5 separate regions of the Mus musculus genome follow, and all the other regions are linked to region 4. Evidence: chromatin contacts called from public promoter capture Hi-C data. All regions are on one chromosome and are shown on one strand. The core of a region is the stretch at or near the end of the contact, and the rest is flanking DNA. Distances in the headings are between cores, read along the strand shown.

Region 1 (4,969 bases), core at 2,085-4,584, 2.0 Mb before region 4:
GGCAGAACACTCCTCAGTTCAAGGAGCAGTGGTGATGGAGTTAGAAAATGAATTGGCCAAAAAATGTCACAAGGATATTAAAGATTATCTTATCAGAGAGGCAGCCTTATCCCACCTGTGTCTACAGACGTGTTACAGACATGTACATATTGCATGCCAAAACTACAGTACAACATGGACCGTAATAAGAAGCATCATACACACTGGATGCTTAGCTCTCATGTGCATAAGTGTGCACAGAGGCACAGAGGAGAGGAAAGCAAGAATTACTTATGAAGGAGCACCAAACCAAGGACATTAAAGCACAGAGAAATTTTCAGCTTGCTGGAGACAAAGCTGAGTCAGAACGCCTCTAGAAGTCTGGGGCCTTCTGGAAGTCTCCACAGAAAGCTCATCAGCTTAATTTAGGGTACCCATCTCCTACAAGGCTTTTTATCACAAGTATTAGAGATAATAACAGTCCCTGAAGAGAACCACTAGACGCAACAGACTGCCGCTTCAGAGTTTATACGAGACAGAGCTCACCTTCCCGAGACTCTAAAAATAAACACACATAGGTGCCTTCAAGCACAAACAAAACGAAATTCTAGGGTAGCAAAGGGTAAAGGAAGTGGAACTCCTAAGAGGAAGGAGGAAGCAAGAAAACCAGTGACTCAGGAGAATCCAAGCCCAGAGTTTTAGCTTTACTTTTGTGCACAAAGGGGTGACCGTCATATCTTATATGGAGTCACACACTTTATAGGTCTTAACGTTTAAAACATGTCACCTATATATTCATTCTTTCTCCCTCACCAGGGGATTTGAAACAGTAATGAATCATAAATAGATCTGTATTTCAGGAGAAACCATCCCCACACAAACTTATGGACACACACAAATTAGCTGCTGACCAGTATTGTCGAAGTAGTGCATCCAAAATTGAACTAGAATTCTCCAAGAACTGTTCCTTTTCCTAGAGTCTTATTCTGCCTAACCAGTATAAAGGCTGACACCTCCCTTTTCCTGGCCCTGGTATTTCTAGGGTCTCTTTTGTCTACTCACACTTCACTCTCCTCATAATTATCTGAATTGGCCTGCCAGTCTCCTAACTGGCCTTCCAGCTGTGGTCCTTCAGGCGCTACCAAGTCCAATAGTGGATCCCACCCGGCTGTTATTAGAAACACCTGGAGAATGCCAAACATGCCTGGGACCTACTTAACCTGAAGAGTTTGCAAAACTCCGAGGCCTTCGGAGAGTTTGTACATCACTCTTAATACTTGATACAAACAAGAAAGAAATAGGTTAGAAATACAGAATGCCAGACTTCACCCCTGACCCACAGTGTCAAAAATCTACTTTTGAAGATCATCTCTTGATTCTCAAGCTTGTGTCTGAAGCACAGGGCTCTAAAATGTCAGCTGACCTTTCTCTCCACAAATGTTTACTAGATTTCTGTCAGGCTGGGGGTTGGGCAGGTCAAAGTTCAAGGACTCTAACTTTGATAAGCTCAGCAGACCACAGTCAGTCTCTGCTTAATATCCCATACATTGAAGTCTGTGGCCTTGGGCCAGCTGGGACCATTGGTTTTGTTGTTATTTTGTTCTGTCTACCAATCAGGCCAGGAACCAAGAAGGACCAGTAGCCATTTCTTATAGACTGAGTTTGCCTTATAGACCTCTCCATGGCCCAGGTCACCGCTAACATCTTCCTGTGACATCCCTCATATAGATTGATCCTTCTTAAAACCTACCCAGATTTTCCTTATTCTGGTGAAAAAAAACAAACAAACCCCTAGAATTTCTGTAAGTTTGTTCCAACCTTCATCTGTCTTTATCTCTTACATGTATCTCTTATGTTATCCATCCACTTAGCATATCTGCCTTAGTTACCAAAACACAGACAATAGTAGCAATAAACTAAAATCGGCACATCATCAAACCTCAGAGTGATACCACTAATATATTATGTGAGGGCTGAGTGTTGTTGCTCAGTGGTAGAGCACTTGCCTAGCTAAGCATTCACAAGGGTCTAAATGAGATCACCAGTTCCCATCACCATCAGCCTTAAATAAAATCCCAAATGAAAATAACAACAAAAGACTTAACAATATTCCACTTCAAAGTCACGTAAATATGCATACAAACGGGCTGGTGAAGAAAGAAATAATTTCTAATCAGATAACATGTTTAGTATACCAATAGTAATCTAAGACTGAAGATTAATTAGGTCTGTAATTGACTTCCTTCCTGTAGTTGAGCATTTACCTTAACAAAATACTCGGTAATCTAATAAACACTACAGTCTACAATATAATCAATTAAGGACCAAGAGAAATGAACACAGGCAGAAATAAAACCAAAATATGAAGAGGAAGACTGATCTATATCAAATATCTCAGTGCTCTAAGAAAGAGCTGAATGCCTATTTGAATCCTACCGGAACCTTGGAAGTTCTAGTTTTTAAACATATAATAACCTTATTTTGATCGGAGGGAAAAGTATGGGTCTGGCGTCAGGATGGAAGGAGGGAAGAGGACCCACTTTTAAAAACAGAAGCATCCCCACACCCTAATCCTGCCTTGAGCCTTTGGGAAGTGTGTTGCATTTAGCAATTAGTGCACAGAACTGCTCCTGGCCAAAGCGCTCTGGACCAAAGGTCTATGGAACAAACCCACCTAGGTATCTCCAGTTGATGCCACTGCTGCCCTCACGGGACTCAAGGCTTGGGTCAAAATCGCCCGGAACTCTGAGATATCGGAACACCCCGGTATCCTGGGGACCACTCTGCCACCTGTAGAAGCGCGGGGCAGGTGGCACATCCAGAGCGAGGTCGGGTAGAAAACTCAAGCAAATCCAGGGGAGTTGCTCCCTTTTCTCAGTCTCCCAGACAAATAAGTGGGTCCCCAAGTCTTGAAAACGTTCGAAGGTCTAAAAGACCACAGACGCCCAACTACCCATGTAGTTCTTGGATCTGGGGGTACTCAGTTCCCGGGATAGCGGTGAGCCGAGGCAGGGAGACCCACTGACCTGGATGCCAGAGTGCAGCTTCTCTCTCGGAGGCTCAGGTATGCAGGTCGCTCCTGTGTCCCTCACACTTTCCAACATAAGAGCGGAGAACCCAGTGACAGGCCACTGGCCCAAGGACCAACTGCCAACCAAGTGGCAGACCCGCCAGCACCGACCCGGTTCGGCACCCACGTGACGGAGGCGGGGATCCCAGAGAGGCTGGTCCCGGAGTGTGGCTCTCTGGCTGCTGGGACCTTCCCCCTAGGAACCGCCCCTCTGCCACCCCTCCTCCTTCTCCCGCACCGCAGTGGCCCGCGAGGACCCAAGAGCCACAGTTCCAGTTCCACAGGGACTTGCCTGGTCAGCCCCGCCCCCAGGCAGAGCTCCCGTGCTGGCTCAAACCCCGCCCCTCCCGGGAGACCACGCCCCTCTCTGGGTCCAGCCCACTGCTTGCACCTAGGACTCTTGCACTCTTCCGGCCGCAGAAAGGACCCTAGGCATTTTCCTTGTGTCCCACTGTGCTCAGGTCTCCAGAGTTTTTGTAATCTGTCAGCAGGACGAGGAAAGCGTGCGGAGAATTGCAGAAAGGAGCACCGAAGCGCAAGCGTACACACACACACACACACACACACACACACACAGCGGGCCTTGTGTAACCCCATTGAGATTAAGGGTAGTCTAAGACCTGTATCATTCCCAATCAGCCCAGACCAACCCCAATTTGGGTTCCATGTCACTCTTAGATCTGTCTAACTCAACCTCCGCCGCCGCTCCCCCCGCCTTTCCTGAAGGTCCCTCTAGTGGTTAAAGCTCTGGTGTTCTGTCTTGTGAATAGCTGAAGACAGAACACTTCCTGTGCCCTGCAAGGTCAGGTACAAGTATGCAAAACAAACAAACAAAAAAAACCTGGAGACCGAATCCCAGCACCTACCTCGAGCGTGCATAAGGCCCTGGGTTTTACCACAGCTGCTTGCCCTACCCGGGCCTCCAAGGGCCGGTTGCTCATTTTATCTGCTTAGAATCTCCAGGGCCTCAGATGGCAGGGATACAGGGACTCTGGCAGGAGTCTCTACTAAGCTGGACTCCAGTTGCTTACACCTGGAGTGTTGACAGACACGACTCGTCTTTTTTTTTTTTTTTTTTTTTTCAAAATTAGTCTAAAATTACTGGTATGACCAGAGGCTTGCACACATGAACAGAAGATCATAAATACTGTGGCAAACAGGTGTGTGAGCACTGCGGGGACATGGCCAGCAGCAGAGCAAAGGCAAAGCCAGTAGAGGAAGATTGGGGCCCCAGACTTGTGTCACAGCAGGACACCCTTCGGTTCTTTCACTTCCTTAAAATAGCGGGTGAGAGGCTTTTGGAAACAGAGCCTGCGCAGTTCATATAAGTTCAAGTGTGGGCAGTTCCAAATCCCACTGGTAGCTTGGGGCCACGGGGGCAGTTTCTTCCCCCAGGCCCCCAGAAACTGCAGCATTTTCTCAGAACTATACAATTATTTTGTAAAATGTTTTATGAACTTGGCTTTCTCAAGCTTCTGTGCAGTTTGGGAAGGAGCTTTAAAAGTACAGACGCCGGGCGTGGTGGTGCACGCCTTTGATCCCAGCACTCGGGAGGCAGAGGCAGGTGGATTTTTGAGTTCAAGGCCAGCCTGGTCTACAGTGTGAGTTCCAGGACAGCCAGTGCTACACAGAAAAACCCTGTCTCGAAAAAAAAAAAAAAAAAAAAAAAAAAAAAAACAACCAAAAAACAAAAAAAAAAGTACAGACGCTCTCCTCCCATCTCCAGAGGGTCTGATCTCTTGGCGTTGGAGAGGATAACCTGCATATTCGGAATTTGAAAAGCTCCCCAGGTGATTCCAATGTGCAGCAATATAATAAATAACCATTTCTGTGGGTCATGGAGACACCATCAATCTTCATTTAAATCCAACCAGAGTGGAACTGAAAAGCACACGTGAACGATACAGAAGCAGGTGTTCC
Region 2 (4,444 bases), core at 972-3,471, 3.0 Mb after region 4:
CTACATTGTATCTACCAAGCATCACCATTTTTAACTTTGCTCCATTAAGCTCTTTCCAAAGCATTACCTGTAACCAGTAACTGTTTTATATATAATTCCTAGTAATGAGGTTATGGAAACCATCATCTTGAGTGTGCATCATCAGAACAGGTGGTCAGTAAAACTGGGCCATGACTTGTTGAGAGTGGAGGTGTGGCACCAAATTGAAAATCTCATCTATGTCTGTGTCTTAGTGAAATTAATAGATCGAGATAATGATGACGACGATGGTGATGATGATATGACAGTAACAAGAAGTGAAGCTATGGATTAGGATCCTTATTTTTAAAAAAGAAAGAAAGAAAAAGAAAGGATACAAAGAGAAGGCCTTGTCTTTGAGGAAAAGAGCAAGTCTGGAAAGACCAGTCTGCTGCTGCCTTACTTCCCATCCTCCACAACTATAAAAAAGAAAGGTATGTTTTTTTTAATGAATTACTCGATCTGTGATATTTTATTATAGGGATCAACAAAGGCTTTAACCATGAGAGTAAAGGGCTATAATTCTGATACATTGTTAAAACCAGCAAGTGGTCAGCCCTCCGTCATCCTTTTTGGTTTGGTTTGGTTTTTCTTGGTTTTTCGAGACAGGGTTTCTCTGTATAGCCCTGGCTGTCCTGGAACTCACTTTGTAGACCAGGCTAGCCTCGAACTCAGAAATCCGCCTGCCTCTGCCTCCGGAGTGCTGGGATTAAAGGCGTGCGCCACCACACCCGTCATCCTTTCTTGTCCCTCTCCCACACCCGTTGGTCCTTTCTTGTTTCCAACTGGTCCTCCTTCTGCTTCCATATTTTTGGGGGCTTCTTAAGTCACTAAATTAGAAATAAGTAGAAGAAGCTTTTCCTGTCCTGGACAAAATGTACTTGCATATCACCAGGGACAACTTGGGTTGCCAATACACACTCAAGTTAGTAGAGAATATGATTAAAACCCAAAGTATAAACATCTCACTTCACCAACACACTAATAATGTGCTAGACAATAATATCAATAGCATTAATTCTTCCCAAATAAAGACTTGGGTCATTTTGTCAGGGAGAGGGAAGTTTGAAATATCAAAGTACTATCTGTGAGTGAAGGGAGTTTGGGTCTTCAGTAGGTGGGGTCTTCAAACAATTACCAAGGTGGGAGCTGAGGCAGCTCTGAGTACAATATGTTAGTAGTCCTGTGTGCACATTATAGAGTATATATCAGCACACCCCTAGGGTGTGCATTAATCTCTCTATCCAGTGTGTAAACTGAAACAGAGCATCCTCTGGTGGTGAATAGCAAAATAGACATTGACTCTACCCTCTGCCTTATTTTGGGACCCAAGTTCTTTGCCTGCAGGAAATAGCAGCAGACCTTCCGTGGTAGAAGCAGAGTCGTTTTCTGATGTTTATAGATGTCTTCGTCCTTTCGGATGCTTGACTCTTTTTCATTCTGCTTTCTAGGACTGTTGTGCTCCAGGAACCAAGCCCCAGTACAACAGCACAATCTAGACAGTAGATGTTGCCTGGCGGCCTTTCACTAAGAGAGATCTCTTAAACAGGACTAGAAATTTCAAATCACAGAATGGTTTTGTTTCCTAAATATAATAAATAGCGAGGAAAATTCCACTGCTGTTTTTAGCGCAAGTTATAATACAATATCAATTGTCCATAAGTCTTAACTCCCTTCACTGGTACAACACATACCTTGACATCATAAAGAATAAATTTCTAGCCCCAAACTATTTGAAAAGAGCAAAATCACACAACAGAGTGGTGGGAAATGGGTATACTTCAAGTACTCTGTACAATTAATATATACTAATAAAAAACAGTGACGGTGGCGGGATCAGTCTTGGGGGAAGCTATCCATCCCTGTAGGAAACAGATGGTGACTCCTCCCTCTCCCATTCAGACCTCTTCTCTCAGAAGCTCCCAGGTAAGAAGAAAAGACCAGTGTCAAAGATCGATATCCTGTAGATTACATTCTGTTAAAGGGGACAAGGGGGCCTTAGAGAGACCCAGGAGGACAGGTACTGAGTTTTTTCCCTGCCTGTGGCCAGGAGTCAGTTTCTTGCACCTCTGACCTCTCTCCTCCCACTCTCTGCCCTGTCTCTGCCCAGTCTCCGCCCAGCCTCCGCCTTCTCTGCCTCTAACCTCCTCTTGCCACTCAACTCCTCACTCCTCCCCTTGCTCCTCCCTCTTCCTGCTAGACCTGCCTCTGAGAGGAAACTGAAAGTGAAATTTGGACTGCAGGCTTGCAAAAGCGAAGCTGGGAGCACATAACTAAAGCTGAGGACCCTGGTTAGGTGAGTGAGACTGGGACCCCTGGCCGGCCTAGGTGGGCTCTTTATCCCCACACCAGATTCAAGGAGCCTCTTCCCATCAGCACCCCACACTCGGGAATTTGCGAACCCACCTGCTGCTTCTTTTCATCAGAGTTGTCTTGTCCTAGCCCTGCAGAGCTGCCCATGCTGGCCTGTGGAAGCTGGGCTCTGAAAGTGACTTTCCTAGTGCCCTGGACTAGCTGAGACGACAGTCCTAGCAAGGGCAGGAGAAGCAGGGTGGTGACCTAGGCCAGAGGGGAGCTCAGGGAAACCCTTACCCCTTGAAGATCCCTGCTTGAGGAGAGTGCTATCCATGTAGAAATTTCTGTGGATTTAAGATACTCCACACCCTAAAGGAAGTTGAGACTAGGTTTGGAGCAGCTTAGAGAAGAGCCCAGGGAGTGCTCCCCAAAAATGTTCACCGGTGAGCACACCTGCATGTTATGTACATAGACATTTATAGAGGGGAACATATGGGCACGCCTACATTGATGCATTTGTGCACAAGTATAGTTTGCATATAAAAACATCAATATATGTGTACATACATATATAAAAACATGCATATACACACATGCAACTCTTATAACTGGGCCATATACTCTTAGACAATGTACTCCGGATAATGAATGACATCTTACATGAACCTGAGTGGGGTCGCTAATGACACACCTAGGCTGCATTGTGTTGCCTATTGCACAACCACCATATGTGCAGCCTGTCATATTTGACAAAATGTCTACTATGATGTATAGCTGCATAAACCTTGACTCCTAATGCCTGACCCCTGTGGTTTCTGCCAAGATTAATGAAGACTAGTATGAGCTAACTCTGGTTGGAATATGGAGGGTCTGTGGTGATATGGTAAATGGTCGTTACTGCCATGACTGACGTCTCTGGGCAGTAGAGGCATAAGATGACAGAAAGGAAATGGGAGACGCCTAGACAGTGAGGGTTAAGCAGGGATGGGTGTGGTGACGGTGGAGCTGTTAGCAGCGTTACCCCCACCAGTTTTCTCTGTCTCTTCTAGAAACTCGGTTTCCCCTTCTGCCTGGCTTGCTCAGTGGGTGAGGCCGGAGGAGAGGCTCCTGTCATTCAGGTTGGTGCTTTTGCCTTCTGCCTTTCCCTCCTGTGTCATCGCTTGTCCACCTTGGCATTATTTGGGGGAGTTTGGGGTTTGCCTTGCTTTTGCTTTTGTCCTACAAACTCTCATTTTTATCTCTTCGCCCCTCTGCATCTCTCAAGATTCCACGGCAGATATCACCCTCTACAACCTCAAAAATGTCTCTGGAAAAGATGTGGGAGGAGGTCACCTGTTCTATCTGCCTGGATCCCATGGTGGAGCCTATGAGTATCGAATGTGGCCATTGCTTTTGCAAGGAATGCATTTTTGAAGTTGGGAAGAATGGGGGCAGTTCATGTCCCGAGTGCCGGCAACAGTTTCTGCTCCGAAACCTCAGGCCCAATAGACATATAGCCAACATGGTGGAAAACCTTAAACAGATAGCCCAGAATACCAAGAAGAGTACCCAGGAAACGCACTGCATGAAGCATGGAGAGAAGCTTCACCTATTCTGTGAGGAAGATGGGCAGGCCCTTTGCTGGGTGTGTGCCCAGTCTGGGAAACACCGGGACCACACCAGGGTCCCTATTGAAGAGGCTGCTAAGGTATACCAGGTAAGGCCTTAGCACAGACTAAAGAACATAGCCACTTTGTCCCCCAGAATGGTGGCTGAGAAGTTGGGGGATGAAGGGATAATTTCTCCCTTCATTGAGAGGAGCTTGTGTATGGAATACAACTTTATTTCTCAGCAGCAGAGGCAAAGCCATGGGAAAGGAGTCATGCATCGTGCTTCCTCGTGGCTCCCGGGTACATTAGAAATGCAGTGGCCCAGATCCCGTTACCCATTGGTGTAACTCTGTTTTTGTTAAGACATACTAGATTTCTTCCATAGTCTTTCCATCTGCCTCCTCCAACCTGGGGACTAACCTGCCATCTTTTTCTACAGGAGAAGATCCACGTGGCTTTAGAAAAACTGAGAAAGGGGAAAGAGTTGGCCGAGAAGATGGAAATGGATCTCACGATGCAAAGAACAGACTGGAAGGCAAGAG
Region 3 (4,798 bases), core at 253-2,752, 2.2 Mb before region 4:
AAAGACATTATTTCTTTGCCATCATTCTTTAGCACATAAATATCACACTGGTATCTCTTCTGGGCTGGATTGTGTCACAGGGTTTGTTTTTTAAAATTGCTGTTTGAGCTACCAACTTGAATTTCATAATATATATGAAATTTTGCTTGAGATTGGGGCAGAATTTCAAGCAACTTCTGACAAGCCCTAAACATACTTCTGTCTTTTTTCCTATGTATGTACAAAATGTTGAGTTTCAGCATCAACAATTATATATATATTTAAAAAAATCTATGAACTCTGAAAAACATTGAAGATTCCTCAACTACCTTGTGTGGAATCAAATATTCAGCCAAGATTTAGTTCTTCTTGTAAAAGTAAGGAGTATATTCATCTCATTACTGTGTGAATTGATTTCATCTATAATAATGGGAAACTATTTATATAGCAAAGATTATTTTAAGACTTGGAAAAATGACTCAGCAGTTAAGAGAACTCACTCTTATAGAGAAGTAGAATTTGGCTTCCAGCATCCAGACTGGGTAGCTGACAACTGCCTCTAACTTCAGTTCTGGGGACCTGAGGCTTCCTAGTCCTGCTGTTGGGGGTACATGTCTCTCGTTGGAGCTAATGATTTGATGCAAATACCTTCATGAAATACCATTTTACAATCTGGGCTTTCCCCCTCTCTATACCAGAGACTAAAAACTCAGGGACTCGCACAAGCTAAGGTAACCATGTCCTGTATCTCAGTCCTTTGCTGCTGTTGTTGTTGTTGGGCTGGTGTTTGTGTTTTTTTTGGTTTTTCGAGACAGGGTTTCTCTGTGTAGCCCTGGCTGTCCTGGAACTCACTTTGTAGACCAGGCTGGCCTTGAACTCAGAAATTCGCCTGCCCCTGCCTCCCAAGTGCTGGGATTAAAGGCGTGCGCCACCACGCCCGGCTTGTGTGTTTGCTTTTCAACTTTAAGCTAGTCTTACTAAGTTGCCAAAGTTGACCTTTAACTCACTATGAAATGAGTTTTCCTTTTGCCACTTGCAAGCGTGGAAGAGGAAACCAAGGTTCTGAAATGCATTGTGAAGAATCTTCATAATCTGAACTTCTCATCCTGCCTCTGAGAGTCCGGTCCGGTCTCCCACTAAAGACTGGCTGCAGTCACCCCAATCCTGCAAACACTTGGTCCTGGGAGGCTAGGGTAGCAGCTCAGGAAGCATGTTAAATAAGATATGCAGTCTTCCTCTAGGCTGCAACTCTTCTTCAGTTTGCATTGTAAACAAGTTTACAGCAACCCCTTCCTTCATCTTGCCAGGCTCTTAACAAGCTGGGGAGGCTGAATTTTCCTCAAGGCTGCTGACATGCGCAGGAAAGTCAAGAAGCAGAGGGATCCCTGCATAGGGATCTTGGAGATAAGCCCCATTCCCACCCGGCCAGCTGCAGAAGCGCCAGGCTAGTCCTGTGCCAGAGTCATGTGACACAGAAGCTCGAATCCGTCGCTATGGGGCAGGAGTCAGCTCCTCAGCGGCCACTGCCGGATGTTTCATCATCCCCACCATCAAAGGCACTGTTCATCTCGAGGATAAGTCAGGCATCTCGCTCCAGGTGAGTTCTGCCGGGAAAGCGCGGGGCAGGAAGGAACCCGGGGCTAGGCGAACAGCCGCAGGCGGTGGCCGAGGCAGGATTCACGGGCGGTTTCCCAGCTGGTTGGGACAGTGGGCCTCAGGGCTAAGCTGCAGACTTTTCTGCAACAGGTTGGGATGAGAACAAACTGGCCTAGTGAGGGAGGAGCTGGGTGGAGTTGAGGGCTATTATAGGGAGGTTGGCCACGCCTCTTACAGGTATATGTTTGCCTCAGTTACTCATAGGAAGGTGCTAGTGAGTCCCCAAGCCACTCACTGCTCCACTGCTCCAGCGGAATCCGAAGTGAGTGTGGCAAGTCTCTAGAGAGGTGAGCTCTGTCCCCAGCCTTGCTGTTAGCTGGTAAGGATCCCACAGTCATTCCCCCCAGGATGGAGGCAGATGACCAATGAGGGCCTGGAGACACTAGCACTCTGGGATAGGTGTCAAGCCTGGTCCAGGGGTCTTCTTGGACCTGCAGCTAACCTCTGCACGCTGGTCCCAGAGAGAGCCTTCTGTATTAATACCTTTCTCTCTGCTAGTCCTGTAAGACATAAGATCAGCCAGGCTTAGAGCTGCCTAGCCCAGCATGGGTGAAATCTGAGGTCTGTCTTCACACTGTATCTGCCAGGACCAAACCTGTCACCGGGGCCACTGCGATTCTCATAGCCCTGAAGAAAATGAGTGTCAAGAAGAAAGATCTTATCACCTTACAGGACCCTGAAGCCAAGTACCCGCTGCCCTTGATTGAGAAGGAGGTAGTGGGTCACCTAAACCTCCCTCTGGTTAGGTGAAAGGGGAGGGTGGGGGTGGGGGAGAATGCTAGCTGGGGATATGAGGTGATCAGTCACCTCAGGACCAAATGGAGCACCTTTCTAAAGATCTGGACCACAAAGCAAAACTCCTAGAGAGTCAACAGAACCTGCCTACCTCTTTCTTCTTCTTCTTTTTCTAACCAGCAAATCAGTCACAACACCAGAAGGTTCCGCTTTGGGCTGCCCTCACCAGACCATGTCCTGGGGCTTCCTGTCGGTGAGCAGTGCTTGGTGACATGTCCAAGTCTGAGTGTTTGAGTACTTGGCTCCTATTAGCAATGGATTCCCATTCTTGTGGGATATGGAGGGTACACTGATATAACCCTGGACCACATGAATGGAGGGAATAGGCAGCTGGACTTGAGGACAGTGTCCCCATTGTCCCACTTGGACTGTCACAATAGTAATAGCTTGAGGAGCACTGATAAGACGTAAGCTTAGAGTCAGGAAGTTTAAGATCTCCTTAATGGCTCCTGTCCATGCAATTTAAGGCCAGTCCCTCACCATCTCTGACCTTCTTCCATCTATAGTATTTCCCAGGCTTTTCTGCCTACTTCAGGTATAGTGAGGGTAAAATGAATGATGGATATGAAAATTCAGAAACTTCATTGTGTTGTTCAGGGATGACAAGAACAGATGTTCCCTTGCAGTCAAGGCCCAATATACATGGGAATCACTAGCAGTGCAAATGCCCTAACTGGATGGATTATCTGAGGGGTCCTGAGACCCACTTGAGGAGGGACTCACTGTGGAAACCAATCCCAGCTGACCTCTTGAATTGTCCCGCTTCTAGTTTCATCAGTAACATCTCTAGACAGCTCATAAGATGAAAAACCTAAGGAACAAAGGTGGGACTGAGAAGCCCTTCCCCTTGTCTCCTAGAGGACAGCCTTACTAATGACCTACTTTTAAAGAAAGCTCTGACTTCAACTCTGCCAAGTGATGAGATTATAGTCTGAGGAGTCCTGCCGGGCTCCCGAGCCTGCTTGCTGTCCCTCACTCCTGTCACTGGGCGTTCCATTCCTCTGCTTAGCCTCTGTCATCACCCTGTTGGGAGGCAGCATGAAAGCACAAGCCACTTGAGAAATAGAATTTGTAGAAACTTCTCTGACCTGCTTTCTCTTCAGCCACAGTGGAAGCTGTGTGGTCAGAGGGACAAGGCAATGTAGTGCCCTCTAAGAGTCTTGATAGGAAAACTGGATGCCTCACAGCTCCACTAACACAAAGATGGGAGGAGGTGGGACCCTGGGACCCGGGACATAGTTTCATTCTGTATGGGGCTGCAGTGACAGACTTTCTAGGTCCCCAGTTTCAGGTGAGCTCTCAGAAGGAAGCTGCGGCTTCAAGCCTGTGTTCTCAAGTGACCCTGGTGTCCAATCAGGCTATGTCTATAAGTTTGCCCCTTAGCCCCAAGGGACTCCACCAAGACCCAGATTTACACTGCTTAACATTATGAACTAGCCCCTATGCCCTCAAGCATCCCAACTCCCCTTCTTCCTTTTTGCCCCCTCTTCATCTCTGTCTCTCTGTGTGTGTTTCTATTTCTACCTGTAGTTCTAATTTCTCAAGCACACTTAATTTCTACTTCATCTGAACCTGTCCTGGAACCTTCTTTTGCTTCTAGCTTTTAGCATTCCTTGATGCAGTTCCTCCCCTCAATACTAATTGCCTTGGTCCCTGAAGTCTGTCCTTCAATCTGACCCATTATCTGCCATCAGGCTATAGTCTAAACTCATATGTCTTTGCCCTCCCCACCAAGTCTATAGAATTCTACTCTGGACAGGCAAAGACATAGCATAAATGTCCCTGCTGCCTCTCAGTAGAGCCAATGGCCAGATTGCACACATTGCTACTTTATTTGAAATAGGACTATCCAGGTCCTGGGACCCTGCAGCATTCATGAGGCTAAGCCCTGTTCTATCCTGGAACACAGATGGGGTACTGGTGACTCCCTCCCAGACTCCAGATCAGGAAGAAAAACCTTCATGAAGACAATAGTTTTCTTTAAACAGAAAAAAAAAATTCTGATTTTTTGAGACCAGATCCCACTCTTAGACCAGGCAGAACTGCAATTTATACCTCAGATTAGCTTTGAACTCAAGTCAGTCTCTAAGGTCCAAGTGCTAGGATTACAGGTATGCACCACCACACCCGGCTCCTTTCTGATATTTTTAGTGTCCAACCCCACCTTTAATTCAGTCTTACTCTAAAATTATAGTGTGATCTTGGCTGGGCAAGTGTTATCAAAGGGAATCTTTGGAGGATTCCTGGGTTCTACTTATGATCCTCGGGTTTAACATTTGATACATTTTTGTAGGTAACTATGTCCATCTCTTGGCACAAATTAACAATGAATTGGTGATCAGGGCTTACACACCTGTCTCCAGTGACG
Region 4 (4,949 bases), core at 2,377-4,876:
CCCATTGGGCATCAAGTGGCGACACAAAGCAGGGCTGTCTGCTCGGGCTGAGAGCTGGGCACACAGAGTGGCCAGGCGGCAGGGTGTGCCGCAGGGCTCTGAAGGTGGGTGGCCCTTATGGTAGAGAAACCAGAAGGTCTGGAAGAGTTGCTCATCATCCCTCATGCGGTAGACCAGGTTGTGCCAGGAGGCAGGCATCGCATCTGGAAGTCCATAGGTTTCTCGAGCCCTGTAGAGGCGCTTCCAGCTTGGTGTGCCTCCTGCTGCGTTGGCCTGGGTCAGATTCAAGATGTAGGTCTCGTGGTCCAGGACCACATGAGAGCTTCCGGGGTAGTTTCCATCTATTTGGTAAACTCGGTAGCCTGCGAGAAGGGAGGGTTGAGTGGTAAGGAAGGGAACAAAGGAACTTTAGGGAGGACCTGCTTTGGCTTCCATCCCTTTCTGTCACACCAGCCTCAGGATGAGGAATGCTCCCTTCTGCCTTACTCACCAGGGTTAAGGTTGATAAAGGTTGTAGCACTGGGCGCCAGGAAGGCTACAGCTAGTGGTCGGCTCAGAGTTTCCTCATCATAGAAGATCTCAAACTCATCCACGTGAGTGTGGCCAAAGAACTGACCGGCCAGAGTGTTTTCATACCTGCCCAGAGACACAGTGATAGAAGGCTGTAAGGAAGTGGAAATGAGGGTGGGTAGACCTGAGGAGTTAGGGTGGTCGTTCTGCAATGGGCAAAGTAGCTCCTCCAGATTGTGAGACTCTGTGCTTGAGGGAATTGCTCTCTCCTTCCTCCCTCCCTCCCTCCCTTTCTTTTTTTTTTTCTCCAGAGAAAGGATTTCTCTGTGTTAACAGCCCTGGCTGTCCTAGAACTCACTTTGTAGACCAGGCTGGCCTTGAACTCAAGAGTGCTTCGATTAAAGGCATGTGCTACCACTGCCTGACTGTTGAGAGTATTTTAACCCTTCAGTCTCCACACCCAAGCCCTCTATCCCTTTACCTGGCTATGATTTTGTAATAATTCCAGCTCCAGCTCTTAAGACAATGTCCTGGAGGGATGTGGCCAATTATATGCACCTGAAGGGAGAATTAAGGGCAGTCAGAGCATTGAGGAATCCAGGCAGCCTTGGGTAGAGTGACAGAAGATTGAGTATACGAAGGACACAGGAAGGTGAACATGGACCCAGGGAAGACAGTAGTTCTAGGAAGTGAAGCGACACTCCCCTCTTCACAGATCTCAGCCCCACACACAGCAGCCTGCTTCTCCTCAGCCCCAACAGCACCTTCTCCACCCGGTTCATAACGCATCCCCTTACTTTGTCTCCTCGATTCTCAGCAGCCTGAAGCTCCTCCACCAGCCACTGGAGTTGTCCAGCAGGATCTGTGGAGTTGATCAAGAGCCAAAAGTTCTCACGGGAACAAAAATTCATATTGAGAGAGATGAGGCGGAGGCCAGGGCGTGGGGTGAGGGCATAGAAGCCCCCAATTCTGAAACAAAAGTAACCGAGATGTCAATAGTCCTGCACATCAGGCAGAGGTACACATGATGTCATCTCCCACCCCCAGGAGCTCCCACCCTAGCTGAAGACCAACAGCAGTAATTATAGGGCTCCTCTGACAGTAAAGAAGCCTCAGAGGGTTGAGAGCTTCATGAATTCAGGACAAAGAGTGAGGTGAGTCAGAAAGCAAAGGCCTTTCTGTCGGGAGATGTTATAGGCCTGGCCACGTTGAGAAAAAAATGGGAGATATTAAAGAGGGAGGGAGAATTCATTTTACAAAGAGAGCTACTGTAGGCAAAGACACAAGCTAGGGAGTGGGGATGTACTGCTAGCTCTGAAAAGAGGGTGGCTGGAGATAATTAAAGGGAAGGCAGGGTCAGGTTAGGGAGGGCAGTAGAGAGTGCTGAGGACACCTGCTGGAGTAGTCTACCCAGTTCCCTCCTCCTTTCTCCCTCATCCATCTTTCTTCTTCCTTCCTGGGTTTCCACCGACAGTAAGTACCTTAGGGTGTGAAGGGCATCAGCTGGTAACCAGGGTTCCCATGCCTTGGCCATGGCTTCATAGAGCCATTGTGAAGATTGGTTTCCCTTTATGAAGGGAGGAGGGAAGCCATTGACAGGAGTGCTCTCATGGTTGCCCACAGCAGGGTACACTGGCACTGGGCCCAAGAACTTCCTCACGAGGTCTGTGATGGTGGTCAGGGCCCTCAGCTGATCTTGGCGAGACTGTTGCCAGACATCATGGGCAGGGATATCTCCCGTCCAGTACACCATTTCAAAAGGGCCGGCAGGGCCCAGTCCTTTCAACAGGCTTTCTAGCGTTCGCAAGGGCAGGTCACACTTGCTGTACTCGCCCCAGAACCCAGCCCCCTTCTGGGAGTTGGGTGGCCATCCGGACCCCCGGCGGCAGCAAAGTGGATCTGCACAGTAAGGGTCTGTGCCCTCCAGGTACTCATGGTCCCAGTGTAGATCAGTAAGGAAGAGGACACGGCTGACAGGGGCACCGGGGGCTGGTGGGCTCGGTGGCTTTGGGGGTGGCTTCGGCACTGATGGCAAAGAGATGTTCCAAGTCGAAAAGATGTCCCAGTGTCCACAAGAGGAGCCCAGAAGCAAGCCACAAGCCTCTGATGGGCTCAGAACTGAACGTGTCCACACCTCCACCACATCGTCCTCAAAGAGATGGACGGCTGACTGGCACACATCTAGTGGTGCTATGTTCAGCATCTTGCATATCTTGATGGCCACAGAGCCTACCCGTGCCACATTGGGCTCCTTCTGTGGTGGAAGGAACCAATGAAGTTAGGTCAGAGACAGAACAAGTGAACCCTGGCCACCACTCCACAGGCTTCCATGTCTAAATCGGAGCTAGGATAACTCTGTCACCATGATAAAGAGACATCAGTATCTCCCACACACTGCCCAGCAGTTCAGCACCAGGCCTCTAGCTACCTACTCTAGCTCAGGGTGTGCTACCATTTCAAGCCCACAATTAGCCAGCTGACTTTACTCTCCCTAACTTTATAAAGGTCACAGTGGGGTAGTGGTAACATGGATGCATAGGAAGCACCCTCTACCAGAAATATATTGCCCCCTCCCCCGGGCATACCAGTGCACTTCATCCTGCCCCCAGCATTCCACAACAGCCCTTCACGCACTCACCTTCAGCCCATGGTTGAGAGCAGTGAATAAGACTTTGCAGGCGGGGCAAGTGAGGTTCTGCCACCCAAAGGCACTCTGGAGCGGCGGCGCTATGGCACTGAATTTGACAGAATGGCCTTCAGAAGGAAGAGGATAAGCTCTGGCAGGAACCCAAAGAACCGTGGAGTCAAACAGAGCCAGAACCAGCGCCAAGCCCAGCCCCATCCAAAGGAGTCCCACTCTGGGTGCCGGTAAGGACCTCTCCAGTCTCTGCTCCCAGCCGGCTCTGAGGTGGTCCTGGCCGGATGATGCTCTGTGGTGGGGCATTGCCAGGCTCGTAGACAGGACTGGCTTGCCCCTCCAGGCCCCACAGGCCGAAGCCCTGGCTGGCCCTCGGGGCCCGGGTAACGCTGGAGACACCTGATTACCCTTCGTTGTGGTTGACTGATAGCTCAGCAGCCAGCCACAAAACAGCTCCTCCCCTTCCTGTTCCTCTTATGGCCCAGCAACTGTGGGGGAGCGGCTGTCAAAACCTTGGGGGCGGAGCAAAAGGGGGCTCGCCAACCCGCCCTGATCCGCCTTCTTCAGCCACAGCCCAATCACCCCGGGCGGTCTTAGGACCCGCGGGGTTGGGGTGGGTAGGTGACCTCGGTAGAGACAAGCTTCACCACCCTGAGCCATTGCTGCGCGAGGCTGCGGGCGGCGGCCCCGATAATTTCTGCCCAGAACTGATGGAAGCCCTTTAGGGAACTCCCAGGTGCCCCTCTCTTCCACCCCCCCTCCCCGCTTTTTTTTTTTTTTTTTTTTTTTAAACATTCAGATTCCTAGAATAGATGCCCGGCTCAGCTGGTCATTAAACTGAGAAGATTAACTAGAGAGGGCTGGGGCAGCGATGCTTGCATTGAGCGGATTGACCTGCCATGGACGGTCCTCCCCTCGATTTCCTATGCTCTGCCACCATTACAGCAGCCTTGAATCACTTAAGGTTTTGTTAATGTGTCTTTCTTTTAATTTAAAATTTTGCATTATTATTTATTTATGTGTATGGGTATTTTGTATGTGTGTGCACCACGTGCGTGGTGCCTGCTGGAGGCCGGAAGAGGATCCACCTGGACTGGAGTTATAGATGTATTGAGGTCGCCACGCCCGTGCTGCGTGCTGGGAATTCTACCCAGGTCCCAACACTATTAGGTGTGGGACCTGCCCTGGAGCCTGGTCAACCTACCAGGGGTCGTCATATCCTTAAAAAGAAAACTGCCTCTTCTAGGAGCTCTCCGATGCCAATACGCCTTAGCTAGGAGTGAGCCTTTGGAATTTTGTCTCGCTTGAACATCCTGTGCGTGCTGTCACAATCATGGCGATTTCACTGCATGCAACTTCCCTGTCGTGCCAGAAAAGTTTCCTTTAGTCACCCGCTGCCTCTGGCTCTTCCAGTCTTTCAGTCCCACTTTCAATCACTTAGCCTTGTAAGGAGAGGTGTGATATAGACCCCATTTAGGGAGGATCACTTCGAAGTCTCTTGTTCTCTGATGATCATTTGTAGGTGTCTGTGTTTAACTCTCTCCTGCTTCAAGAAGCTTCACTGGTGAGGACTGCTAAGTGCTCTGATCTACGGGTACACTAAAGTCATTTAAATACTGTGCCTATTAGCAGAATAATAGTAGTAGGTTCTCTGCCCCGCTATGGGGGTTATGACCTATCTAGCCACAGGCCCTTACACTGATAATGGTGCCAGGTATGGGTTACATCTCATCTCTCAAAGGTCTTCTTAAGTGTTTTTAATCCTATTTTATCTGTTGTTGTTTGTTTGTTTTGTTTTTGA
Region 5 (4,478 bases), core at 1,894-4,393, 2.0 Mb before region 4:
TTTCTTTCGTGTGAGGAGTGTGTGTATATGGGTGTGTGTATATGGGTGTGTGTGTGTGTGTGTGTGCCTTGTGTGTGTGTGCCTTGTGTGTGTGTGTCTGGGTCTCTGCCTATGCAGGTGCACATGAAGAGGCACAAAGCAATACCAGGTATCTTTTACAATCGTTCGTTCCAACCTCTTATGCTTTGAGGCATTGTCTCTCATTGAATCTGAAGCTCACTGGCTGTGTAGACTGCCTGGCCAGTAAGCCCCAGAGAACTGCCTGTACCTGTCTCTATGGCACCAGGCCTACAGATGGGCATCTCCACACCTTTCTTTGATGTAGATGCTGGGGATCTGAACTCAGGTTCCTACACTTGGGTAGCATACTTTTCTAACTGAGCCATTGGCCTATCTTCAGAACTTACTCTAATTAAACTTTTGTATTCTCTGATAAATATCTCCTCATTCCTCCTATTTCTCTATTTTTATGAGTTTGTTATTTTCAGATTAAATGTATAGTAAAATCATCCATTCAGTGTTTGTCTTGTAGGGGCTTGCTTATTTCACTTAGCATAAGATCCTGCAAGTTCCTTTACAGTGTCGTGTGTAAGCTTCATTTTAAAGGTTGAACAACATTCTAGTGTGTGTATGTACATGTTATTTATCTGTATGTAACATAATTTTAATAAGATGTAGCTTCTCACTGCATTGAAATCCCATTATTTGTTCCATTAAACAACTTTCAATGTCCATTTAGTTTTCAAATTTTTTCACTCGATGTTATTTCATATTATTTCCAGAAGTGAGTTTCAGTCCCTCACATCTATATATTTCACTATATTTCCAGAAGTGAGTTCCAGTCCCTCACATCTGGCACAGAGCTAAGGATAGAGTAATAGTCAAAGAATATTTGGTGAACGGAAGAATTAGTGAACGGAAATGGGACTGCTGGGTCAGTGTTAATAGTTAAAGCTCACTTGGCAACATTGACTAAAACCTTCCTCACAAACAGAAAACCTTTTACTCATAATCATGCAGAGCCTTTTCTCTTGAAAGAGAAAGAGATAGAGACAGGAAAAGTAGTTGAGAAGACAGAGACAGAGACAGAGAGATGGAGAGACAATGGATATTAATAATTCACAAGTCTCTATTTCCCCTTTCTTGCTCCCCCACATTCGCCTTGCAGACAGGCCCTGTATCCGTGTGTTGTCAAGCCTCTGCACTGGCCAGAAATGCTGCTGCCTGGGATTTGTCTCTTCACCACCAGCCAGAACCTAATGGTCAAAGAAGGACCTATCTTTATCTTCTACAGATCAAACATATCTACACAGCTACAGAGCTACAGGGGGCAGAAATGCTGCAAGGCAGTTTGTCTGCAGACACCCTCTGGCAGGACCACGGGGTAATGCACACGAGTTTAGCTGCTGCCAAAGCCCGAGCACAGTTTTGGCATTTTAGGCAGGTGAGGTTGGCAGCATGTCCAGGAAGGGAGCAAGAAGTGCTGTATGAGGCCCAGGGCCTGGGAGTGCCTTATCTACAGATTCCAGGCCTCCACCTGCTGGATGGACAGTATGAAAAACCACCTTTGGATTGTTCGTTCCATGCCCTTATTTTACTGAAACTATAGATAGATGGCCCCATCATTTGGGCTTACAGATTTTTTTTCAGGAAAATATAGAAAATAAATATTTGAGATAAGACAGTCATAGACAGAAGATGCATAATATGCCAATTCAACTTGCATAAGAGCAAAGCATTGCAAAGTAGAAGATTAAATTTATTCCTAAAAACCTGACTGGCCTATAAAAATATTGAATTTTGTTCACTTGTTGTTTTGCTTTGGTATAGAGTCCCACTTAGTCTAAACTGGCTTCAAACTTCCTGTTTAGCCAAAGATGACTCTGAAGCCCCTGATCCTCCTGCCTCCACTCCCTGAGTACTGCTGTTACAGCTGATATCATAAAACATACCTGGTTTCTGCAGTGATGAGCCTTGAACCCCAGGCTCCTGCACGCTAGGCTAGTTCTTACCAATTGAGTCATGTTCCCGACCCTGGGTTTTTGACTGTTCTAACAAAGTTCTACCTCAAATGCTCTCACTCTGTTTAACATTGCTGGGAAATCTCATTTCCAAACCCAAGTCCAGTTAGGAATAAAAAGCAAAAATCTATGGTGAGCCTCCATATGTAACACCACATTGTCTTATATTCACTTAACAGTTTATCATAAAAAGGAAAAGAGAAAAGCTGGAATCACTTAGCATCCCTATATAGTAAAAGATGAAGAAAACATGACTAGAGTTCTAATTCATACATTGAAGACTGAACTATTTGGTTTTGAATGTTCAACAACCTGAGAATTTACTCAGTGAGTTAGGCTATGTTCTGAGTATGGATTAATGACCCAAATAAAACATCCCTAATTTGAAATCTCTTTATTAAATCTGCAGAGTATCATTTGAACCTAAATTCTATCACTATGTCCATTTTATAGGTTAGAAAAACTGCCAGGGGAAAGTACAAGCGGCCTGCAATGGAGGTGGCATCTGAGCTGCTAGGCTATGCACATCTGTAAATGTCATCTTAGCAGTGATTCATTCTGTATCAGGAAGACATGCACCCTAGTTGACAGCAAAGTGGGGGCACAGCAGAGTGACTTCCAAGAGGCATACTCCCTGTGAAGGGAAGACAGGTCACCTACCTCGAGGACTTGGAAGCGCTGGTAGATGTAGTGTACCATGGCTGGGTCCTGGGCATGTTGTGGTGGGGGCAGAAATGCTGCAAGGAAGAGAACCAGGGAAGCAGAAGCTTCTTGAAGGGCCACCACCATCCTGCACACTTCCCAGGAACTCTGGTTCTCTAAAACGACTCAGGGGTCCGGGTGGTGATCTCTGGTTTTCTGTCTGCTGCTGTGGCAATTCCTTGGAAAACAACGCTTTGCATAGCCAGAGAGAACAAAGTCCGCTTGTTATTCTACCCGGTGCATGATCTCAGTTTCAAGCTGGTGATCAAGTCCAGCTGTTGGCAAGCCAGTCTCTGCAGGCCTTACGTGTTCACTTGGTTGCAGAGAGCTCCGGGGGTCCAGTGTCTGCTGCCCTCAGCTTGGCCATGCACAGACCCTCTCCAGGCTAATGGCTACTTACAGCTTCCAGGTTCAGAGTGTACGGGTTGGGGAAGGGGAGGGGAGGTCTTTTCTCCTCTCCCCTCCCCCAACTCTTTTACTTTTGGTTCCCTCCTCCTTAATAGACTGTGCAGTCCAATCGCAGGCCTAGCTCAACACAGGCCACCCCCCAAGGTCTCAGTGTTGGAATTTCAGTTCAGTTTCTGGCAGAAATTCCTAGGATCTTTTTCCAAGAAGTTCTGTTAGGAGACCCCACCTCTGTTTCTTGCATTCTCGTAGCTCTTAAAGGCATAGCAAGGAAATGTGAATGCTGATCTATGCCATCTCAGAAAAGTGTACAGGGCAGCATTGCTCTGTGGGCAGAGGGGTACAGTGGGCACAGGCCTGGCTACCCAGACCAACAGCTGAGAATTGTCAGGATTGAACTTAGAAGAAAAAAATTTTTTTCCTTTTTCTTTAGATTTATTTTTTAATTCATGTACACATGTATGCATGAAAATATGGGGCCCACAGTGGCCAGAACGTGGCCTCAGAGATTCCTGGGTCCAGAGTTACAATCTCTCTGATATGATTCCTGGGAACTGAACTCCAGTCCTCTGCAAGAGCAGCAGGTGCTTCTAACCACTGAGCCATCTCTCCTGGCCCAGAAGAAAATTTTTAGGATGAGAATGAATGATTGACACAGTGGTTTTTGGGACACTGAGTCATCAGGAAATGTAATCCCACTGTGAGAAAGTCCTCGAGTTTCCCATCATCAGTGTCAGAATTCCCATTAGCAGCAGCCTGGAAACCAGACCCTCAGGCCAGCTAAAGAGAAATCCCGTTGCTGGAGCAAAGCCATAAAACCTTCCATGTTTATGTTTCCTGTGCTAGTGCCTCCCCACCTTTACCTCTTTTTCCATAGGCAGGCCCAGGACCCCACCTCCATCTTCTGTTCTGTTTTATTTTGCATTGTTAATGAATCACTTTTTAAAATAGGGGAAATTGGAGCATTTATGGAATATGGAAAGAGCCCTGGTCGGGAGGTAGAAGACCTGAGTTTGCATTTGATCCATACACAAGTAGCTGAAATCTAAAATCTGAACATTTCTTATTGGTAGCTCTTGAATATCCTAGTTCTTAATAGATGTTCCTCTCTCCTCTTCTTTGATATGATTTTGGTCGCTAACTGGTTCTTCCCTATATCCTTGGTAATGTTCCAAGCACCATCTCCTTATTGTTAAGAACAATTGCTCTTGTTTCAGAGAACCATCTTTGAACTCCTTCCAAAACTGCCTGAACTTTAGCTAACTTCTCTTACATCCTTATTTAAAAACAAAACAAAACCAAAACCAAACTGCCTCGGACATCTGTGTCTTTCTTCCCACATATTAGTGC

The links. Promoter capture Hi-C pulls out the DNA fragments that hold promoters and counts their contacts.
Region 1: a promoter capture Hi-C map of liver shows a contact between it and region 4, with 9 times the contacts expected there. The contact joins the promoter of Ppfibp2 here to the promoter of Smpd1 in region 4. A contact is called at or near these places in 4 of 39 promoter capture datasets (hippocampal neurons, liver and pre-B cells), 1 of 484 Hi-C or Micro-C datasets (B cells) and 2 of 9 other capture datasets (adipose tissue and liver).
Region 2: a promoter capture Hi-C map of pre-B cells shows a contact between it and region 4, with 12 times the contacts expected there. The contact joins the promoter of Trim21 here to the promoter of Smpd1 in region 4. A contact is called at or near these places in 4 of 39 promoter capture datasets (the C10 cell line, cranial neural crest, liver and 1 more), 1 of 115 datasets of contacts at active chromatin or transcription factors (large pre-B cells) and 1 of 9 other capture datasets (liver).
Region 3: a promoter capture Hi-C map of liver shows a contact between it and region 4, with 3 times the contacts expected there. The contact joins the promoter of Cyb5r2 here to the promoter of Smpd1 in region 4. A contact is called at or near these places in 3 of 39 promoter capture datasets (frontonasal cranial neural crest, hippocampal neurons and liver).
Region 5: a promoter capture Hi-C map of liver shows a contact between it and region 4, with 8 times the contacts expected there. The contact joins the promoter of Olfml1 here to the promoter of Smpd1 in region 4. A contact is called at or near these places in 5 of 39 promoter capture datasets (cranial neural crest, hippocampal neurons, liver and 1 more).

Annotation. Positions count from the first base shown.
Region 1 is chr7:107,593,416-107,598,384 of GRCm38.p6, reverse strand. It overlaps Ppfibp2 (PTPRF interacting protein, binding protein 2 (liprin beta 2)), which reads right to left and starts at 3,334. Exons shown (of 25, transcript NM_008905.2): 1 at 3,006-3,334.
Region 2 is chr7:102,563,259-102,567,702 of GRCm38.p6, reverse strand. It overlaps Trim21 (tripartite motif-containing 21), which reads left to right and starts at 2,221. Exons shown (of 8, transcript NM_009277.4): 1 at 2,221-2,314; 2 at 3,363-3,431; 3 at 3,578-4,009; 4 at 4,342-4,437. The coding sequence starts at 3,614.
Region 3 is chr7:107,754,736-107,759,533 of GRCm38.p6, reverse strand. Cyb5r2 (cytochrome b5 reductase 2) reads left to right here and starts at 1,502. Exons shown (of 9, transcript NM_177216.4): 1 at 1,502-1,576; 2 at 2,223-2,349; 3 at 2,551-2,623; 4 at 4,724-4,798. The coding sequence starts at 2,272.
Region 4 is chr7:105,553,037-105,557,985 of GRCm38.p6, reverse strand. It overlaps Smpd1 (sphingomyelin phosphodiesterase 1, acid lysosomal), which reads right to left and starts at 3,626. Exons shown (of 6, transcript NM_011421.2): 1 at 3,149-3,626; 2 at 1,992-2,764; 3 at 1,308-1,479; 4 at 992-1,068; 5 at 491-636; 6 at 1-362. The coding sequence starts at 3,454. It overlaps Gm39063 (a long non-coding RNA gene), which reads left to right and starts at 3,625. Exons shown (of 3, transcript XR_869857.2): 1 at 3,625-3,884.
Region 5 is chr7:107,566,098-107,570,575 of GRCm38.p6, reverse strand. Olfml1 (olfactomedin-like 1) reads right to left here and starts at 3,143. Exons shown (of 3, transcript NM_172907.3): 1 at 2,682-3,143. The coding sequence starts at 2,810.